Linked DNA regions of Sus scrofa: region 1 is linked to region 2. A link is a contact called in public HiChIP or PLAC-seq data. All regions are on one chromosome and are shown on one strand. Each heading gives the region's core, a stretch centred on a gene start, on an enhancer-like site or on the middle of the called end of the contact. The rest is flanking DNA. Distances are from core to core; before and after follow the strand shown. Region 1 overlaps PPP2R2A (protein phosphatase 2 regulatory subunit Balpha). Region 2 has its middle 56 kb from the start of EBF2.

Region 1 (4,034 bases), core at 666-3,165, 130 kb before region 2:
CCTCAGGTGCAGCCCTTAAAAAAAAACAAAAAAGACAAAAATGGGCTGTGGTCCTTCAGTGGTGACAATCTCCCCAGAAGAATATGCCTCTCAAAAAGGATCTCCTTCACCACTCTCCACAAACATCAGCGCCTGTTACAGAGCCCCAATTCCCACTTCATGGATGTGAAATGCCCAGAATGCTATAAAATCATCACTGTCTTTAGCCATGCACAAACAATACTTTCTGCCAGTCTACAGGAGGAAAAGCAAGGCTTACAGAAGGATGCTCCTTCAGACAAAAGCAGCACTAAAAAAGCACCCCAAATCAAGATGAAAAGGAAATCATCCCAATAAACATATTTTGGATTTTAAAAAAAGAATGTGTAACAGAGAACATTTGTTAATTGATGCTAAATTTCTTGGGAATCATAATGGTATTCTGGTTGTATAAGAGAATGTTCTTAAGAGAATAAATGCTGGTTTATTTATGGGTAAAACATCATGCTGTTTTCAACTTACTTTCAAAAAATTTAGGGGCCAGAGTGCAGATGTAGATAAAGCAAATGTGGCAAAATGTTTACAACTGGTGAATATATGTAAAACAAACAATAGTTATCACTGTATTTTTTCAACTTCTTGGCAGGCTTAAAAATTTTCAAAATAAAAAGTTGAAGAAGAAAGGGAAAGAGGAAGGGAATATAGCAGCTCCAAATAGATTCTCATACACTGTTGCAAAAAGGGGGAAGCTCTTTTCTTTGGGTTTCTTTCTTTCTTTCTTTTTTTTTTGGTCTTTTTGCTATTTCTTTGGGCCGCTCCCGAGGCATATGGAGGTTCCCAGGCTAGGGGTCGAATCGGAGCTGTTGCCTACGCCAGAGCCACAGCAACGCAGGATCCGAGCCGCATCTGCAACCTACACCACAGCTCACGGCAACACTGGATCCTTAACCCACTGAGCAAGGCCAGGGACCGAACCCGCAACCTCATGGTTCCTAGTCGGATTCGTTAACCACTGCGCCATGACGGGAACTCCCTCTCTGGGTTTCTTTTTAAGGGGATGCCAAGCCTTTCACAGAACCACCTCTCTGATTCCTGCCCCCAAAAGGTTAACTCTTCATATTTCATTGTATAGATCTAATATTATCTCTCTGACCTCATTTCACATTTAGCTTAGTTCTAAAACTATGAAGCCACCTATAATGAAAAAAAAAAAAAAAAAAAGCCAGACTGGCCTTTTCCTACCAAGCCAGTATGAAAAGCAAGATCAAAGCTGGCATGTTTCTCCCAAACCATCACTAAGCCAGATAATCCCCTGACATTCTAACGGGTCTATATAGGGCACTCACAACTGGGGGTGGGGGATTCATCTTAAAAAGGTGATGCAGACCTATTCCACACCCCTTCAAACAAGATATAACCAAAATTAAATATACCCATTGATACAACTCCATTACTACTCTGAAACCTATTTCATTCTGCATTAACTAACATTTCATCTGACAATGAAAGCTACAGTAATATTTTTATCTTGAAGAAAATAGCTAATGGTTATTACGTGTAAATGAGGTAGGAAGGAAAACACTGAACTGAGTCAACAGGCCTGAGCAAAAGTTCTAAGAATTACTAGCTATGGCAGAGATTCACTGTCCCTGAAAGTGGCCAACCCCCTTTCTCCTTTTAGGAATGGAACACCCTGGTAACTCCCCACTGCTCCCGACAGCACCTCTAACAACACACACACACACACACACACACACACACACACACACACACACACACACACACACACACACACACACACACAGTTCTAACAGGAAAGTAGAGGTTGCATGTTTCTGGCTCTCCTAAGGCCATGTGACCAAGTTCTGAACAATGGGATATGAGTGTAAAATTTCCACGTCACTTCCTTAAAAAGAAGCTCCTTGTCCTCCTTTCTTTGTCTCCATCCCAAGGGCTGAACACAGATGTGAGCCAGATCTGGCCATGCAGATAAGAGCAATACAGTACAGAAGGGTAAAGACAAAGACAGAAAAAAAGCTGGGGTGCTGGATAATCTGGCCAAAGCAGCTCAGCCATTTCCGTATCCTCTCTACCACTGGTGGAATACATAAGAGAAATAAGCTTCCAATTTTGGGAACCACTGTGAATTTGGGTCTTTTACAGCAACTTGGTCTATAATAGCTTGTGTGACTCAGAGTACTTTTCTGGGCCTAATTTTACTGGTTCACAAAACTGAAAAGAATGATATGAATGCTATTAACTTCTTTAGCTTACTTTATTTTCTTTTGTTTTAAAAAACAAGCATAGGAGTTCCCTGGAGGTTCAGTGGGTTAAGGATCCAGGGTTGTCACCGCTGTGGCTCAGTTCGCCACTGCAGCATGGGTTCTCAAGCCCTGGCCCAGGAACTTCTACATGCCACAGGTGCAGCCAAAATAAATTAATAAATTGAAAGACCCAAGTATATACATTTATTAAAATAAAAAAACCAAAGTTTTAAACATTTTTAAATGGGAGGACATGTGAAACACCCTACAAAATTTTATCTACACATTCAACAAATTAATTACAGAATGTCACTAAGTGTCAGATACTATTAAATGTCTAAAACTATTCAAGATGCTAAAAATAAAAGTGGCAGAACTAAAGAAACTGAGTTCATTTCCTCATGCATGAAAACTTTAAACTTGAGAGGAAGTCTACAATAAGTAAGCAAACAATAAATGATTTCAAATAGGAATTCCCATCGTGGCTCGAACCCGACTAGGATCCATGAGGATGCAGGTTCAATCCCTGGCCTGGCTCAGTGGGTTAAAAAACCGGCACTGCTGTGACGTATGGTGTAGGCTGCAGATGCAGCTCGGATCTGGAGTTGCTGTGGCTGTGGTGTAGGCCAGGAGGTGCAGCTCCAATTAGACCCTTAGCCTGGGAACTTCCATATGCCACGGGTTTGGCCCTAAAAAGCAAAAAAAAAAAAAAAAAAAAGAGAGATTATTTCAAATAATAATTTGGATGAAAAAGAGGACACAGAGCACAGAGTATACTGTGGGGTTGCAAGGGGAATCAGTTAATTTATAAAGGTAGTAATAAGACCATGCAAAAAGTTGGGTAAGGTACATTTCAGGTTAAAAAGAGCAAGTTCAAAGTCTTGAGCAAGAACATGACCACATATGTTCATGGACCACCAAGAAAGCCCCTGGAGCCTTCTTCTGGCTGGAGCTACTCGTGGAAAAAGGGAAGATGACAGAAAACATCTCAGAGGTTAAGCAGAAGCATCTTGGTACATTTATATAACATATAAATGCTATGGTGCTCATGTCAGGGGATGAGAGCTCCTGATTTAAAAAAACTATTACTCCCTTAATTCCATTTCTTGATTTCAGGAACAAGTGATGTTCCCAGCAGAAAATTATGAACTTGGCTACCCTGCAAGCAGTTATCTTATTTTATTTAATCTGATTCTATTTACTTTGGGACAAACATTTCAATTAATTAAAAGCGATTTTAGGAGTAGGAAAAAAACTTAAAAGTCATTCATATCTAAGAAAACTAAAGCTTTCTCTGACATTTTATTTATTTACTTGCCTTACCCACAGTATGCAGAAATTCCTGGGCCAGGGACCAAACCCAGGCCACAGCAACTTGGGCCACTACAGTGACAACACTGGATATTTAAAGCCCTGTGCCACAAGAGAACTCCTCTGACATTTTAAATATGTGAACAAATTTCACATATGCATTCAGTAACAAATATTTCATGAGCTCGTACTACGTATGCCAGACACTGCTGCAGGTACTGAAGGTATAGCAGCAAATAAAGACCCAGTCCTTGTAGAGTTTAATGTTACCAGAATACATTTCAAAGTTTAAAAATAATAATTTCTCTCATTTTCTGTTGTAACCAAGGGAAAGAATTTCACAATTTTCCAAGGCTTATTAGTATATTGCGAACAACAGTACACATTAGAAAACAATTAAATCTACCCTTACAATAAAAAAAATTAGAAATATGAATTCTGTGAATTCTCCTGTTCAATGGTAGAGAAAGTGATTACCAA
Region 2 (3,706 bases), core at 874-3,373:
AAAATAATGGGATCAAGTTTCAAAAAAAAGGAAGAAGTTTCAGGTGGGTTTAAGAGACCCAAATCCCGTGGTTTGTTCCCCAGGCGACCAGCCCCCACCCTTAGGTTACTGAGAGCTTTCCAATGTCACATCATTAACATAAGACATATTTAGGGCTCTCATCACAGGAAACCCTAAGTTTTAGGAGTTTGGGGAGATCTGAATTTTAGGAGATCTGTGCCTGGAATAGGTCAAAGGCCAAATATATACTTTGCTTAATATCCTGACATAGCAGACCCATAGATAATGAGGATATTTTCTGTTGCCCCCTCAGTCAAACAGGGAACATAACAGCGGCTCTGTGAGTTTTACTGGAACTCTGGAGCCTTAAACTGACCCATGGGTGTGAAGTTCTTTAAACAGTTTGACAGGATTTCCTGTTGTGGTGCAACACGATCAGTGTTGTCTTTGGAGCACTGGGATGCAGGTTTGATCCCTGGCCGGGCACAGTGGGTTGAGGATCCCTGGTTACTGCAGCTTTGGCTTGGGTCGAAACTATGGCTGGGATTTGATCCCTGGCCCAGGAACTCTATATGCCTCTGGAGGGCTAAAACAAAGGAAAAAAAAAAAAGTTTGAGAGAAAGAACAAAATCTTTCTACTTTTTAAAGGAACTGCCAAATTACTTGAGTAAAACGAGTTTTCAAGAGATGCAGAGGACTTAGTAGCAGGTGCATAAACCCCTTGCTGAGGGGCACTGGGGTTTGGGGTGAGAGGAGCTAGAATCAAGACCAGGTCCCAGGTGTGTGACTTGGGCCTCCACCTTCCTCATCTGTAGAAAGGCAGTAACAGGAACAGCGCCTAGCAAGGTTGTAGTGAGGATCCAATGAGGTGCTGTGACAGTGTAAAGAAAAAAAAAGGCAATTGTCTTAATTATTAGTGCTTGTCTCTAACGATTTCATTAATTACAATGGAGCATGTAACCCTTTAATTACAAGGATTAAAAGGATGGAAGGGAGTTCCCGTTGTGGCTCAGGGGGTTAAGAATCCGACTAGTATCCATGAAAATGTGGGTTGGATCCCTGGCCTTGCTCAGGAGGTTAAGAATCCAGCATTGCTGTGAGCTGTGGTGTGGTTTGCAGAGGCAGCTTGGATCTGGTATTGCTGTGGCTGTGGTGTAGACAAGCAGCTAGAGCTGCAATTCCACCCCTAGCCTGGGAACTTCCATGTGCACAGGTGCAGCCCTAAAAAGGGTGGGGTGGAATTGCAGCTCTAGCTGTCCCTGGACGCAAAGGTCTTGTGCACTGACAGAAAACTGTAGCCATCAGGGCTCAGTGACAGGCTAGTCCCACCCAGTAAGTGGTAGGGATGGGAGACGCTGGCAAGGAGGGGGTTAAGGGTTCACAGCAAAGGGCCTTCTGTGGAGTAGGAATTGACTTCAAGCGGGCTCTCCAGGCTCTCAGTAAAGGGATGACAGGAGGAAAACAATAGGAATATTCAGTCCTGCTTCTGCGCCTATATCCCAAGCTAGATCTTGGGGGAGGAGCCTGTGCAGGCAAAGGAGAAGTCAGCTCCGGAAGCAGCTGTCAATCAAGTACAATCCTTCCAGCGCTAGCATCTTGGGAGAAGACACTGCTTCCCAAGTCTTTACACCTTTGAGATGGCACCAGAGACATCACGCGGGTGAGCTAAGCGCCCCTCCATCCGTCAGATCTCGCGGTAGGAGAAAAACCGGGAGAGGAGGGCGCTGGCAGCGCGGTCCTCAGCCCAGTGGGAAAGTGGCGGACCCAGCCTCTCAGCTCAAGTCCCAGCCAACCGCGAAGGCGGGCGGGCGGAGATGGAGTTTGGCAGCTGTCCCACTGGGAAGTCTGCCAAGGGAGACTCGGAACGAGCGGCTTTGAGTCTGCCGGGTAGGAATCTCTGCGACAGTGCCCTTGCCTTGTGTCAGTGACTTTTGATTTCCCCAGCTTCTTACAACTGCCTGAACTTGTTTTCTCGCCTGTAATAAATAGGTTGTTAAAATTACATGAAAAAGATAGTAACGAACTTGTTAATTATTCAATAAATAGTAGCTGTCACCGCCAGGGTCACAGTCAGCAGCCCTGCTGTATCATCCGGGAGGGCTGAGTCAGGTCTCCCGGCGGCACCTCGACGTGTCGCAGGCTCTTTGGCTCCCTCGCCTGGGAGGGAGCGGCAATCGTCTTGCTGCTGGTGCAACCCGGAGCCAGAGTGCAGAACCGGGAGGAGAACTCTTTCACGCATCCTTCTTCTCCTTGATTCCCATGCTCCGGGTTGGTCCACCAAAGAACCGGCTTTCTACTGGCTTCCTTGCGATGGCTCTAGTGATGAGAGGACTGCAGGCCCTGGCTGAACCCCATCCCAGACAACCTGCCTGGTTCTCACGCCCCGAATCTCAGTGGTTCTTTAAGAAGGGCTCTTGGGACTCGGTGGGAGGAATTTTTTTTTTCTTTTTCTTTTTTCTTCTTTTTTTTTTGCTACAAAGGGGAACCGCTGGCATTTAATGGGATTTGCCAGTGATGCCAGATACCCTCCAAAATGTGGAATGGTCCTGCACAGCAAAGAACTGTGTGGGCTTTCAGATACCCCACTGGACATCCATGAAATGAAAGGCCATTTATTATTAATTATCTGAGCTAAGTTCTAACCCAGTTGATGTATAAACAAAAACACTATTTTTGGAGTTCCCCATGTGGCTCAACAGTTAATGAACCCCACTAGCATCCATGAGGAAGAGGGTTCTATCCCTGGCCTTGCTCATTGGGTTAAGGATCCGGTGTTGCTGTGAGCTGTGGTGTAGGCTAATGGCTACAGCTCCGATTTGACCCCTAGCCTGGAAGCTTCCATATGCCTTGGGTGCGGCCCAAAAAAGCAAAAAAAAAAAAAAAAAAAAAAAAAAAAAAAGAATTGAAGTTCAGGAGACACAGATTTGGATAAAACTGAAAGAGTGTTCCAGGGAAGAGAAAGAGTAGGGGGCTTATAAAGGCAAAAGCCAGCAGGCGATACTCTGACACAAGAAAGGAAATAGTCATCCATCACGAGTTGTTTCAGGGTAAGGGGGCCAGACAGTATCTTTTTTTTTTTTCTTTTCTTTTTACGGGCTGCAATTGGCATGTGGAAGTTCCTGGCTAGGGGCTGCATCTGAGCTGCAGCTGAGGCCACAGCCAATGCAGGATCTGAGCCATGGCTGCAACCTATGCTGCAGCTTGCGGCAACACTATTTCCTTAACCCCCTGAGTGAGACCAGGGATTGAACCCAAATTGCATCCTCACAGACACTATGTCATGTTCTTAACCCTCTGAGCCACAATGACAACTCCCCAGTCAGGATCTTGAGTTTCAGGCAGATGTTCTGAATGCCTTTGTTAGGACAATAAATAGTCAAAGGAGGGAGTTCCTGTTGTGGCTCAGCAGTAATGAGCCCGACTATTATCCACAAGAATGTGGGTTTGATACCTGGCCTCGCTCAGCAGGTTAAGGATCCAGCGTTGCCGTGAACTATGGTATAGGTCGCAGATGCGGCTCAGGTCTGGCATTGCCGTGGCTGTGGTGTAGGCCGGCAGCTCCAATTCGACTCCTAGCCTGGGAACTTCCATATGCTGCGAGTGTGCCCCCCCCAAAAGTCAAAGGATTAGATTCCATCCAGGCTGAGATGTACCTAAGTCACACTTCCTCAGTGGCCTCCTGGCTCCGTTTTAGAGCTTGCTCAGC

Evidence for each region. HiChIP or PLAC-seq counts read pairs in DNA pulled down with a chosen protein or histone mark.
Region 1: an H3K27ac HiChIP or PLAC-seq map of alveolar macrophages shows a contact between it and region 2. The contact joins two enhancer-like sites. A contact is called at or near these places in 1 of 47 Hi-C or Micro-C datasets (embryonic fibroblasts) and 2 of 2 datasets of contacts at active chromatin or transcription factors (alveolar macrophages and skeletal muscle).

What each region holds. Positions count from the first base shown.
Region 1 is chr14:10,215,887-10,219,920 of Sscrofa11.1, reverse strand. The region is part of intron 2 of PPP2R2A (protein phosphatase 2 regulatory subunit Balpha); the gene reads right to left. It also overlaps the pseudogene LOC110256764. Among named protein-coding and RNA genes, the nearest start is that of PPP2R2A, 23 kb to the right of the region's middle. Within about 2 kb of position 1,915, at least 8 of the 83 cell types and tissues checked have an H3K27ac peak or open chromatin away from gene starts, as enhancers often do. A contact at or near this core is called in alveolar macrophages, where this site is marked.
Region 2 is chr14:10,081,573-10,085,278 of Sscrofa11.1, reverse strand. No RefSeq gene overlaps it. Among named protein-coding and RNA genes, the nearest start is that of EBF2, 56 kb to the right of the region's middle. Within about 2 kb of position 2,123, at least 40 of the 83 cell types and tissues checked have an H3K27ac peak or open chromatin away from gene starts, as enhancers often do. A contact at or near this core is called in alveolar macrophages, where this site is marked.